Regions from separate parts of the Salmo salar genome. Here region 2 is linked to region 1. Evidence: chromatin contacts called from public Hi-C data. All regions are on one chromosome and are shown on one strand. The core of a region is the stretch at or near the end of the contact, and the rest is flanking DNA. Distances in the headings are between cores, read along the strand shown. Region 1 overlaps tbl1xr1a (TBL1X/Y related 1a). Region 2 has its middle 2.9 kb from the start of s100p.

Region 1 (5,531 bases), core at 2,339-4,838:
ATGGTGTTCTTTATTGTAGACATGGTGTTCTTTACTGTAGACATGGTGTTCTTTACTGTAGACATGGTGTTCTTTACTGTAGACATGGTGTTCTTTACTGTAGACATGGTGTTCTTTACTGTAGACATGGTGTTCTTTATTGTAGGCATGGTGTTCTTTACTGTAGGCATGGTGTTCTTTACTGTAGACATGGTGTTCTTCACTGTAGGCATGGTGTTCTTCACTGTAGGCATGGTGTTCTTTACTGTAGGCATGGTGCTCTTCACTGTAGGCATGGTGCTCTTCACTGTAGACATGGTGTTCTTTATTGTAGGCATGGTGCTCTTTACTGTAGGCATGGTGCTCTTCACTGTAGGCATGGTGCTCTTCACTGTAGGCACGGTGCTCTTCACTGTAGGCACGATGCTCTTCACTGTAGGCACGATGCTCTTCACTGTAGGCACGATGCTCTTCACTGTAGGCACGGTGTCAGTTCACTGTAGGCACGGTGTCAGTTCACTGTAGGCACGGTGTCAGTTCACTGTAGGCACGGTGCTCTTCACTGTAGGCACGGTGTCCGTTCACTGTAGGCACGGTGCCCGTTCACTGTAGGCACGGTGTCCGTTCACTGTAGGCACGGTTGTCCGTTCACTGTAGGCACGGTTGTCCGTTCACTGTAGGCACGGGTTGTCCGTTCACTGTAGGCACGGTTGTCCGTTCACTGTAGGCACGGTTGTCCGTTCACTGTAGGCACGGTTGTCCGTTCACTGTAGGCACGGTTGTCCGTTCACTGTAGGCACGGTTGTCCGTTCACTGTAGGCACGGTTGTCCGTTCACTGTAGGCACGGTTGTCCGTTCACTGTAGGCACGGTTGTCCGTTCACTGTAGGCACGGTTGTCCGTTCACTGTAGGCACGGTTGTCCGTTCACTGTAGGCACGGTTGTCCGTTCACTGTAGGCACGGTTGTCCGTTCACTGTAGGCACGGTTGTCCGTTCACTGTAGGCACGGTTGTCCGTTCACTGTAGGCACGGGTGTCCGTTCACTGTAGGCACGGTTGTCCGTTCACTGTAGGCACGGTTGTCCGTTCACTGTAGGCACGGTTGTCCGTTCACTGTAGGCACGGTTGTCCGTTCACTGTAGGCACGGTTGTCCGTTCACTGTAGGCACGGTTGTCCGTTCACTGTAGGCACGGTTGTCCGTTCACTGTAGGCACGGTTGTCCGTTCACTGTAGGCACGGTTGTCCGTTCACTGTAGGCACGGTTGTCCGTTCACTGTAGGCACGGTTGTCCGTTCACTGTAGGCACGGTTGTCCGTTCACTGTAGGCACGGTTGTCCGTTCACTGTAGGCACGGTTGTCCGTTCACTGTAGGCACGGTTGTCCGTTCACTGTAGGCACGGGTGTCCGTTCACTGTAGGCACGGGTGTCCGTTCACTGTAGGACACGGGTGTCCGTTCACTGTAGGCACGGGTGTCCGTTCACTGTAGGCACGGTGCTCTTTACTGTAGGCACGGTGCTCTTTACTGTAGGCACGGTGCTCTTTACTGTAGGCACGGTGCTCTTCACTGTAGGCACGGTGCTCTTCACTGTAGGCATGGTGCTCTTCACTGTAGGCATGGTGTTCTTTGGGTGGAAAGATCTATTGGGTTTCGTCAGACATATCGTTTTGCATTCAGGTCAAAAGGTTACATTTTGGTCTCATCTGACCACAGCACCTTTTTCCACTTGGCCTCAGAATCTACAATATGCTTGATGTGGCTTTTTTTAGGGGTGTTTTTTTTTCTTGCCACCCTCCCATAGGGGCCAGATTAATGCAGCGTTTGTTATATTGTGGTCACATGCACACATTGACTAGTCTTTGCCATAAAGGCCTGAAGCTCCTTCAAAGTCGCCATTGGATTCTTGGTAGCCTCTCTGATCAGTCTTCTCCTTGCCCGGTTTGGAGGGACGGCCTGATCTATGCAGGGTCTGGGCGTCGCCATACGCCTTCCACTTCTTAAAAATGGTCTTAACTGTGCCCCGAGGGACAAAGCCTTTGAAATCTTTTTATATCCATTCCCTGATTTGTGCCTTTCCACAACTTTATCTTGTAGATCTTTTGAAAGTACCTTTCCGCCCATAGTGGATTCTTTGCTTTGAATTGCACTACTAAGCAGTGGAGTCCTCTATGAACAACTGTTTTTATTCTGAGCTAATCAAAGTCACTACAATTGATCACAGATGGAAGCCAATTAGCTTGATTTGTGATCTGGAAGGTTGGTTATACCTCAGCAAATTTGGAATTGCAATTCTAAGGGGGGGTATTCACTTATCCAAATAGGGTATTTTACTGTTTTACTTTTTTGAAAATATTTTTTGTGGTGGTTTCATTTCAGGCTGTAAGGCAACAAAAGGTGAACAGTTTGAAAGGGGGTGGTGACTTCGTATACACACTGTACATGAATGGTCTATTCTAAACCAAAGGCTGTAAAAGTGGCATTATCGGACATCATGCAGGACAGGAACATCTGAACCAGTGTTGAGCCATATGTTTTATATCAATTGTTAAAAGTATAAAAGATCATATGACATACCTACCAAAATCACATTGGGATGTATGCGAGTTGTAAACAACGTAATTTCTGAGACTGGAGATGGGGCAGGAAGGGAAAGTGAAGTGCTCCATCTCTACAGCCGTGCTCTCTCACTCTCTCAAAATAGACCAACACCTCATCACTTTGATATGGCGATGAAAAGGGAATGAACTACGTCTCTAGGGGTGTGTTCAAGTATAAAAGCAGATGACAAAATTCCGTTCGGTTTTCAAACAAACCACATCCTATGACAGTTTTTGTCAAGAATAGGCCTACACATCTCTTAAGAGATTTGATGATGGTCGACAAGGCATCGTCTGGGTTAGGGTTTGGCCGTGGTAGACCGTAATTGTAAATATGAATTTGTTCTTAACTGACTTGCGTAGTTAAATAAATAAAATAAATACATTGAAACGTCCTCAATAATACTATATTCAGTAGCTAGGACTACTACGATTGGACCTCCTCTGTAAAGGTCTGTTATGCTATATTTTGACATGGAAATTAGAACGTGCTCCAGTATTCTACCGGAAATATGGCTCTTCAGATTTGAGGTATCTTTGGGTGAATATACAGTTCTTCATGGCTGCCTATTGATTTGTTATTTCAGATGTCACTCTTGTGAAACACCAGTAGCACAGGTCCTGAAGTGGTTTCTCCAGAGAGAAGGATGTTTGTGGTCCTGTTCTATATCTCTCTGAATGGATGAACCCAGTTAAAACACTGTCCATTCTGTGGTCATGCCCATGCTTGCTTTTTTGTCACTACCATGATTCTGCAAGGTCCCAGACTAGCCCTATCTCAGACCTGGCTGAGATAAACACCACTGCTCTCATTGATGGACTACAGCCCAGAGCACAGCTCATCTATGGAAAGAGAATCCCCTTCCTTCCCATCCCCCACTCTCTCTCTCTCACACACACACACACACACACACACACACACACACACACACACACACACACACACACACTGTCAACAGAGATCCTGAGATTCTGTTTTTAACTCAACAGCGCCACTGCGGTGCAATGGTGGAAATGGGTACTACGCCTTGTTATTTGACACGCTAGAGAGACGCACTGTAGCAGTGCTGATGCTCCTGTCCACAGTTAGCACCCAACAGCAGGTCCCCGCTGCCCTGCCCTGGTGTGAACTGTGTGTACAGCAGATTGTGGAAGGATTTTTGCACACAGACAATGTGTTAGTGGTAGTGGCATCTTCTGGGAGGAAATCTCCACTCTCCAGCCCTAGCTTCAGTTCTTACTTAGCAGCACTATGTAGTGTGATTGGTGTAGTGTGAAAATATGTTGCTCTGAGTTTGGATAAACAACTGTCTCACCACCACCACCTCCCTTCCCTTCCCTTCAGGCCTGTGTCCTGTTTGCTGACCTCATGGTGTAACCAGGTATAAAGATGAGCATAAGCAGTGATGAGGTCAACTTCCTGGTGTACAGATACCTACAGGAGTCAGGTAGGCTGTATCTGACGCTTAAACCACACATCTGGAAGCAAACGCAATTGAAGCCAGACAGCTGTCGAAATAATCTTACTGTATATTGTATGTTCTACAGCTATTTAAAGGTGCCCTGAAAATGTGCACTCTGAGAACAACCACAGCTATTTGAAGTGTGCCATTTCCAGAGGCACCAGAGAGAAGGATCTGCTCTATGTAATGTGCTGCCTACTGACATGCTCCTCATGCCTCCCCTTACAGGGTTTTCCCACTCAGCCTTCACTTTTGGGATAGAGAGCCACATCAGTCAGTCTAACATCAATGGAGCCCTGGTGCCCCCTGCTGCCCTCATCTCCATCATACAGAAGGGCCTGCAGTACGTGGAGGCTGAAGTCAGCATTAATGAGGTGAGCTCATCTCCTCATTCACACAAGTCATTATTATCACATCATCTTATCAGGGAATCCGTGGACTTTATTACTGCAAGCCAAGCCAACTGTGATGAAATGCAGAACATGGCATCGGTTTGATCAGAAAGCATATGAATGCAGTGCTACGTTTCTGTTCTTCAGTTATGCAGTTATCAACCAATGTAGCTTTATAATACATTGCATTAAGTTTTAATAGATGGTTCTCTAGTGATTTGTTTTAGTGTTTTATCCTTTAATTTAAGTCACAGGAGGTTGGTGGCACCTTAATTGGGGAGGACGGGTTCGTGGTAATGGCTGGAACGGAATTAGTTGAATGGTATCAAACACATGGTTTCCATGTGCCATGAGCCGTCCTCCCCTCAGCAGCAGCCTCAACTGGATTTAACCTACCATTGCTTACAGCTACAGTAGTTATTTAGCAGTTTGAAGCCTTCGATTTTGAGTCTAACCAGCTTTTCTGCTGTCCCCAGGACGGTACACTGTTTGACGGGCGGCCAATCGAGTCCCTGTCGCTCATCGACGCGGTAATGCCGGACGTGGTGCAGACGCGGCAGCAGGCCTACCGAGACAAGCTGGCCCAGCAGCAGGCGGCCCAGGCCCCCTCAGCCAATGCCACCAACATGACAGCCAACGCCAAGAACGGAGAGAACACGGCCAACGGCGAGGAGAACGGAGCGCACGCCTTAGCTAGTGAGTCTCAGTCCACGGCCCTGGGCTTAGTGTTTATTAACCATAACACACAGAGCGAGGAAGATGATAATGTCCCTAAAAAATTCTGCTATTAGTTCGCTCTTTATGGCTAGTTTGTGCATGTTCTGTTATTTTGAACATCATTGTTGTGGTTGAGAATGTAATGTAAACTACCGAAAGAGTCAATGCCAATACTGGATGTTTTGTTATTCAGATCATGCACATGCTGATGAGGTGCTCTCTGTGTGCCATACAGACAACCATGCAGACTTGATGGAGGTGGACGGGGACATGGAGATTCCCCAAAACAAAGCCATGGTGCTCCGAGGCCACGAATCAGAGGTGTTCATCTGCGCTTGGAACCCTGTCTCCGACCTGCTCGCCTCAGGGTCAGTGTCTCTCTCT
Region 2 (5,272 bases), core at 2,514-5,013, 140 kb before region 1:
ACTGATCATACCGATAAATATACTACATGACCAAAAGTATGTGGACATCTGCTCGTCGAACATCTCATTCCAAAATCATGGGCATTCATATGGTCCCCCCTTTTCTGCTATAACAGCCTCCACTCTTCTGGAAAGGCTTTCCACTAGATGTTGGAACATTGCTGCAGGGTCTTGCTTCCATTCAGCCACAAGAGCATTAGTAAGGTCAGGCACTGATGTTGGGCAATTAAGCCTGTCTCGCAGTCGGCGTTCCAATTCATCCCAAAGGTGTTTGATGAGGTTGAGGTCAGGGCTCTGTGCAAGTCAGTCAAGTTCTTTCCTAAACTGTTATTACAAAGTTGGAAGCACATTGTATAGATTGTCATTGTCTGCTGTAGTGTTAAGATTTCCCTTCTACTGGAACTAAGGGGCCTAACCTGAACCATGAAAAACAACCCCAGACCATTATTCGTCATCCACCAAACTTTACAGTTGGCACCATGCATTGGGGCAGGTAGAGTTCTCCTGGCATCCGCCAAACTCAGATTCGTCCGTCGAACTGCCAGATGGTGGAGCGTGATTCATCACACCAGAGAACGCGTTTCCACTGCTCCAGAGTCCAATGGCGGTGAGCTTTACACCACTCCAGCCAATGCATGGCATTGACATGGTGATCTTAGGCTTGTGTGTGGTTGCTCAGCCATGGAAACTAATTTCATTAAGCTCCCAACAAACGGTTCATGTGCTGACATTGCTTCAGAGGCAGTTTGGAACTTGGTAGTGAGTGTTGCAACTGAGGACAGACGATTTTTACACGCTTCAGTACTGGGGGGTTAGGTTTAGGGTTCTGTGAGCTTCGTTCTGTGAGCTTGTGTGGCCTACCACTTAGTGGCTAAGCCGTTGATGCTCCTAGATATTTCCACTTCACAATAACAGCACTTACAGTTGACCGGGGCAGCTCTAGCAGGGCAGAAATTTGACGACCTGACTTGTTGGAAAGGTGGCATCCTATGACGGTGCCACGTTGAAAGTCACTGAGCTCTTCAGTAAGGCCATTCTACAGCCAATGTTTGTCTATGGAGATTGCATGGCCTTGTGTTCGATTTTATACACTGTCAGCAACGGGTGTGGCGGAAATAGCCAAATCCACTAATTTGAAGGGGTGTCCACGTACTTTTGTATATATAGTGTATATAGTGGTGGCCTATTGTTTTACACATTTGTAAATCAGTGGAGGCTGCTGAGGGGAGGATGGCTCATAATAATGGCTGGAATGGAGTCAATGGAATGGTATCAAACACATCAATCATGTGGTTCCCATGTGGTTGATAGCATTCCATTGACTCCATTCAAAGCCATTATTATGAGGCGTCCTCCCCTCAGCAGCCTCCACTGCTGTAAATCCTGTAAGAGCTACAGGAAACGAAGAACCACACTTCAATGCCCTGATTTCATCAGTAGGAGGAGCAGTTAGACACCTGATAAGAAAGGAACTAAAACGTATTGTATAGTTATTTTATTGTTGTCCACTAGGGGGATGTATGGATTCATACAGGTCAGGAGGGTTACCTGTTCTTACAGTGACTGTTTCACCAGCAACTTATCTTGGAAAATCATGTAAGTAGCACACAACAAAATACAATTTGAAGTTTAATACATTTATAAGTAAGGCAAAGTCAGGCTTTTAGATAAAATTTGCTTTATTGTATCACATGATACATAGCTACATTAGAAGCATTCTTTCCACTGCCATAATAACAGTTATATCTTCAATTGACATGGCACATTTCACAGTGTATGTTGATATATGTTCTCTTTATTTACAGTGTTGTCTCTTCCAGCACAACCTACTGTCCTACCTTCTGAACAGTTTATGCTTCAGCTGCCTTAATTTGGTGTCTCTGTTTCCATAAAAACTCCAGCAGTGGCCTGATGTTTCCATAAAAACTCCAGCAGTGGCCTGATGTTTCCATAAAAACTCCAGCAGTGGCCTGATGTTTCCCATAAAAACTCCAGCAGTGGCCTGATGTTTTCCATAAAAACTCCAGCAGTGGCCTGATGTTTTCCATAAAAACTCCATCAATGGCCTGATGTTTCCCATAAAAACTCCATCAGTGGCCTGATGTTTTCCATAAAAACTCCATCAGTGGCCTGATGTTTCCCATAAAAACTCCATCAGTGGCCTGATGTTTCCCATAAAAACTCCAGCAGTGGCCTGATGTTTCCCATAAAAACTCCATCAGCGGCCTGATGTTTTCCATAAAAACTCCAGCAGTGGCCTGATGTTTTCCATAAAAACTCCAGCAGTGGCCTGATGTTTCCCATAAAAACTCCATCAGCGGCCTGATGTTTTCCATAAAAACTCCAGCAGTGGCCTGATGTTTTCCATAAAAACTCCAGCAGTGGCCTGATGTTTCCCATAAAAAACTCCATCAGCGGCCTGATGTTTTCCATAAAAACTCCAGCAGTGGCCTGATGTTTTCCATAAAAACTCCAGCAGTGGCCTGATGTTTCCCATAAAAACTCCATCAGCGGCCTGATGTTTTCCATAAAAACTCCATCAGCGGCCTGATGTTTCCCATAAAAACTCCATCAGCGGCCTGATGTTTTCCATAAAAACTCCAGCAGTGGCCTGATGTTTTCCATAAAAACTCCAGCAGTGGCCTGATGTTTTCCATAAAAACTCCAGCAGTGGCCTGATGTTTTCCATAAAAACTCCATCAGTGGCCTGATGTTTTCCATAAAAACTCCATCAATGGCTTGATGTTTTCCATAAAAACTCCAGCAGTGGCCTGAATATTTTCCATAAAAACTCCAGCAGTGGCCTGAATATTTTCCATAAAAACTCCAGCAGTGGCCTGAATATTTTCCATAAAAACTCCAGCAGTGGCCTGATGTTTTCCATAAAAACTCCATCAATGGCTTGATGTTTTCCATAAAAACTCCAGCAGTGGCCTGATGTTTTCTTCAAGCTCTCTTTCTCTTATTTTCTTTGGAATAATGTTCCCTTGATTTTGTCCTTCTATTTTCAAAACCACACCTTGAACATTGATTTCAAGGTGGGGTTTTTTTCTTCATCAAAACAAGGCCACTAAAACTGGGCCGCATAATGAGAATGGCTTCTTTTGCGGTGATACTCACATAAAAGTCTCGAAACATTGGCACTGGAGTAATGAACACAAGGATTAGTATAGTGGAATCACATGTTTTAATGACTCTGTAATGGATAACTCCCAACAGATATCCATTGATTCCCCATTATGGAGACCATTTTAACAACATTAACCAGCGTAATCGATGTGTAAGCAAACAAATGCCATGATCAGTAATGAGATGCACTGTCTGTAGTTGTGGGGGGATCCATTTGGGTTGTGTTGTGCTGAGCTCAGTTTGGAGGGAGCGAGAGGTACTGTATTACAGAGAATGTAGGTCAGATTGTTGGAGTGGAGCAGCAGTGTGGAAGGAGAGCCACGTGGCCGGGGACTCAGACTGGGAGTCTTAAAGCAGGGAGTGCCAGGCCCCTCTCAGCCACCCATAAGACTGCTTTTTACATGCCTGCCCTCAGCCCTCTCTCCAAAATGCCTGAAATCTAGAGATATACCAGCCACGATCATGCCAAGGGAAAGTCAATCGCTTATTCATGCAAGCCGACCTACCAACCTAGTTGCTCCACCATCTAATGGGAATCTCATGACTGAAAAGGGAGTGAAAGAGGGCAAGAGAGGCAGAGGAGGGAAAGAGTGTGTGTGTGAGACTGGACGGGGTGGGGGGGGGGGGCCGTAAGAGAGCGGGAGTACAGAGAGCTGAGATGTGGGTTGTTTAACTTTCTTCTTGGCAGTGCTTTGTCTACACCATATGTGGCCTGGGGTCTGTTTTCAGGTAAAGGAGCTTCTAGCGGGAGGGAGACTGTGGCAGTGATGCATATGGGGAGGTGTGGCATACTCTGACACCCACAGAGGCCCCTCCCTTCCTCTTCCCTCCCTTGGCTGCATGTGGCTGACTCAACATGCTCTGCTATGGTGTGGTTTGGCCCATTGTGTTAGAGCTGGTGAGGGTATACCCAATACATAACTGGTACCACTGTTACACATCAGCTTGAAGTAAATCTCATGACACTATATTATTTACAGGACATGAAATAATATGATTGGATATGGCTGAGGATGAAACCCAAACATAATATGCTGCATTGTTAACCCACGACAAACACACACAACATGCAACCGCATCTATATAAACATGCCACTGCATTGTACTTCAAACTGTTTAGCATTGGCACTGCGCTTCCAGCTGACAACCTTTAGCGTAAAAGAAAAAATCACAACAGCAAATCCCCCCGGACTGAAAATACTAGCTGAGACTAAGAAATAAAAATAGCTAGGACTTTTGACACGGAAACTCTCTCATGCAGAGGATGTATCGGCGCAGACTCCTACACAGAGCATAAGAATGTGCCCTGGAGGCCATGTGCTCATTGCAGCGTATGGCATTAAAAGGGTCATACTGTATGTTTTCATGCTTGCCATGCTCAGATAGTAATGACCATGTCGTCATTGTTTAATATATAAGTAGTGGTTAGTTGCTGTTAAATGGGGGTTGGTCTTTAACTGTGGTATCGTGTGATAGTTGATGAGATGCTGATGCAGTCAGAACAGAACAGAGGACACAAGGCTTATCCCACAGGGAGATGTGAATGGCATCTGAAAAACGAATCGTCAGCGAGGGTGGCGGGGCGATGCTCCCTTCCACTTCCCCCGCCTTCCAAATGGAGTGACCTAAATACTAATCAGGCAAGAAAGGAAAACCTGTTAGGATTTGCCAGTTAAAAACAGCATGGGGGAAGACGAGGCCTTTGGCGATTCCTCTTTGCGGGCTCTTGGTGTTTCACAGCTCCACCATATTAATGGTTTTCTCACTAATTAGAAGACGTCTCATTCAAGTCACAGTCGAATACAGAATACACATATTAGAGAAATCAATCTAGGCTATGTAAAGCAAATAAATAATATGTGGTAAGAAGCAAAGAGACTAATTGAAAGGTTGAATTGCTTTTCTATTTCTGGTGGCTACAGCGACAGTTGATACATCTCGCATGAATGCTGGCATTATGTCTCCAGTCTTTGTTCTACCCTGTTGGCATGGCAACACAGTCAAGCCTGCTCTATTATCAAAGATGTGTATGTGTGTGTGTGTGTGTGTGTGTGTGTGTGTGTGTGTGTGTGTGTGTGTGTGTGTGTGTGTGTGTGTGTGTGTGTGTGTGTGTGTGTGTGTGTGTGTGTGGAAACGGAAGTAA

What was found. A called contact is a pair of places that touch in the nucleus more often than the background predicts.
Region 2: a Hi-C map of muscle shows a contact between it and region 1, with 19 times the contacts expected there. The contact joins two enhancer-like sites. A contact is called at or near these places in 2 of 3 Hi-C or Micro-C datasets (gill and muscle).

The regions. Positions count from the first base shown.
Region 1 is chrssa10:29,314,663-29,320,193 of Ssal_v3.1, reverse strand. tbl1xr1a (TBL1X/Y related 1a) reads left to right here. Exons shown (of 18, transcript XM_014216748.2): 5 at 3,921-4,023; 6 at 4,267-4,412; 7 at 4,907-5,126; 8 at 5,383-5,515. The coding sequence starts at 3,966. Among protein-coding and RNA genes, the nearest start is that of tbl1xr1a, 19 kb to the left of the region's middle. Within about 2 kb of position 3,588, at least 10 of the 13 cell types and tissues checked have an H3K27ac peak or open chromatin away from gene starts, as enhancers often do. A contact at or near this core is called in muscle, where this site is marked.
Region 2 is chrssa10:29,451,907-29,457,178 of Ssal_v3.1, reverse strand. No RefSeq gene overlaps it. Among protein-coding and RNA genes, the nearest start is that of s100p, 2.9 kb to the left of the region's middle. Within about 2 kb of position 3,763, at least 5 of the 13 cell types and tissues checked have an H3K27ac peak or open chromatin away from gene starts, as enhancers often do. A contact at or near this core is called in muscle, where this site is marked.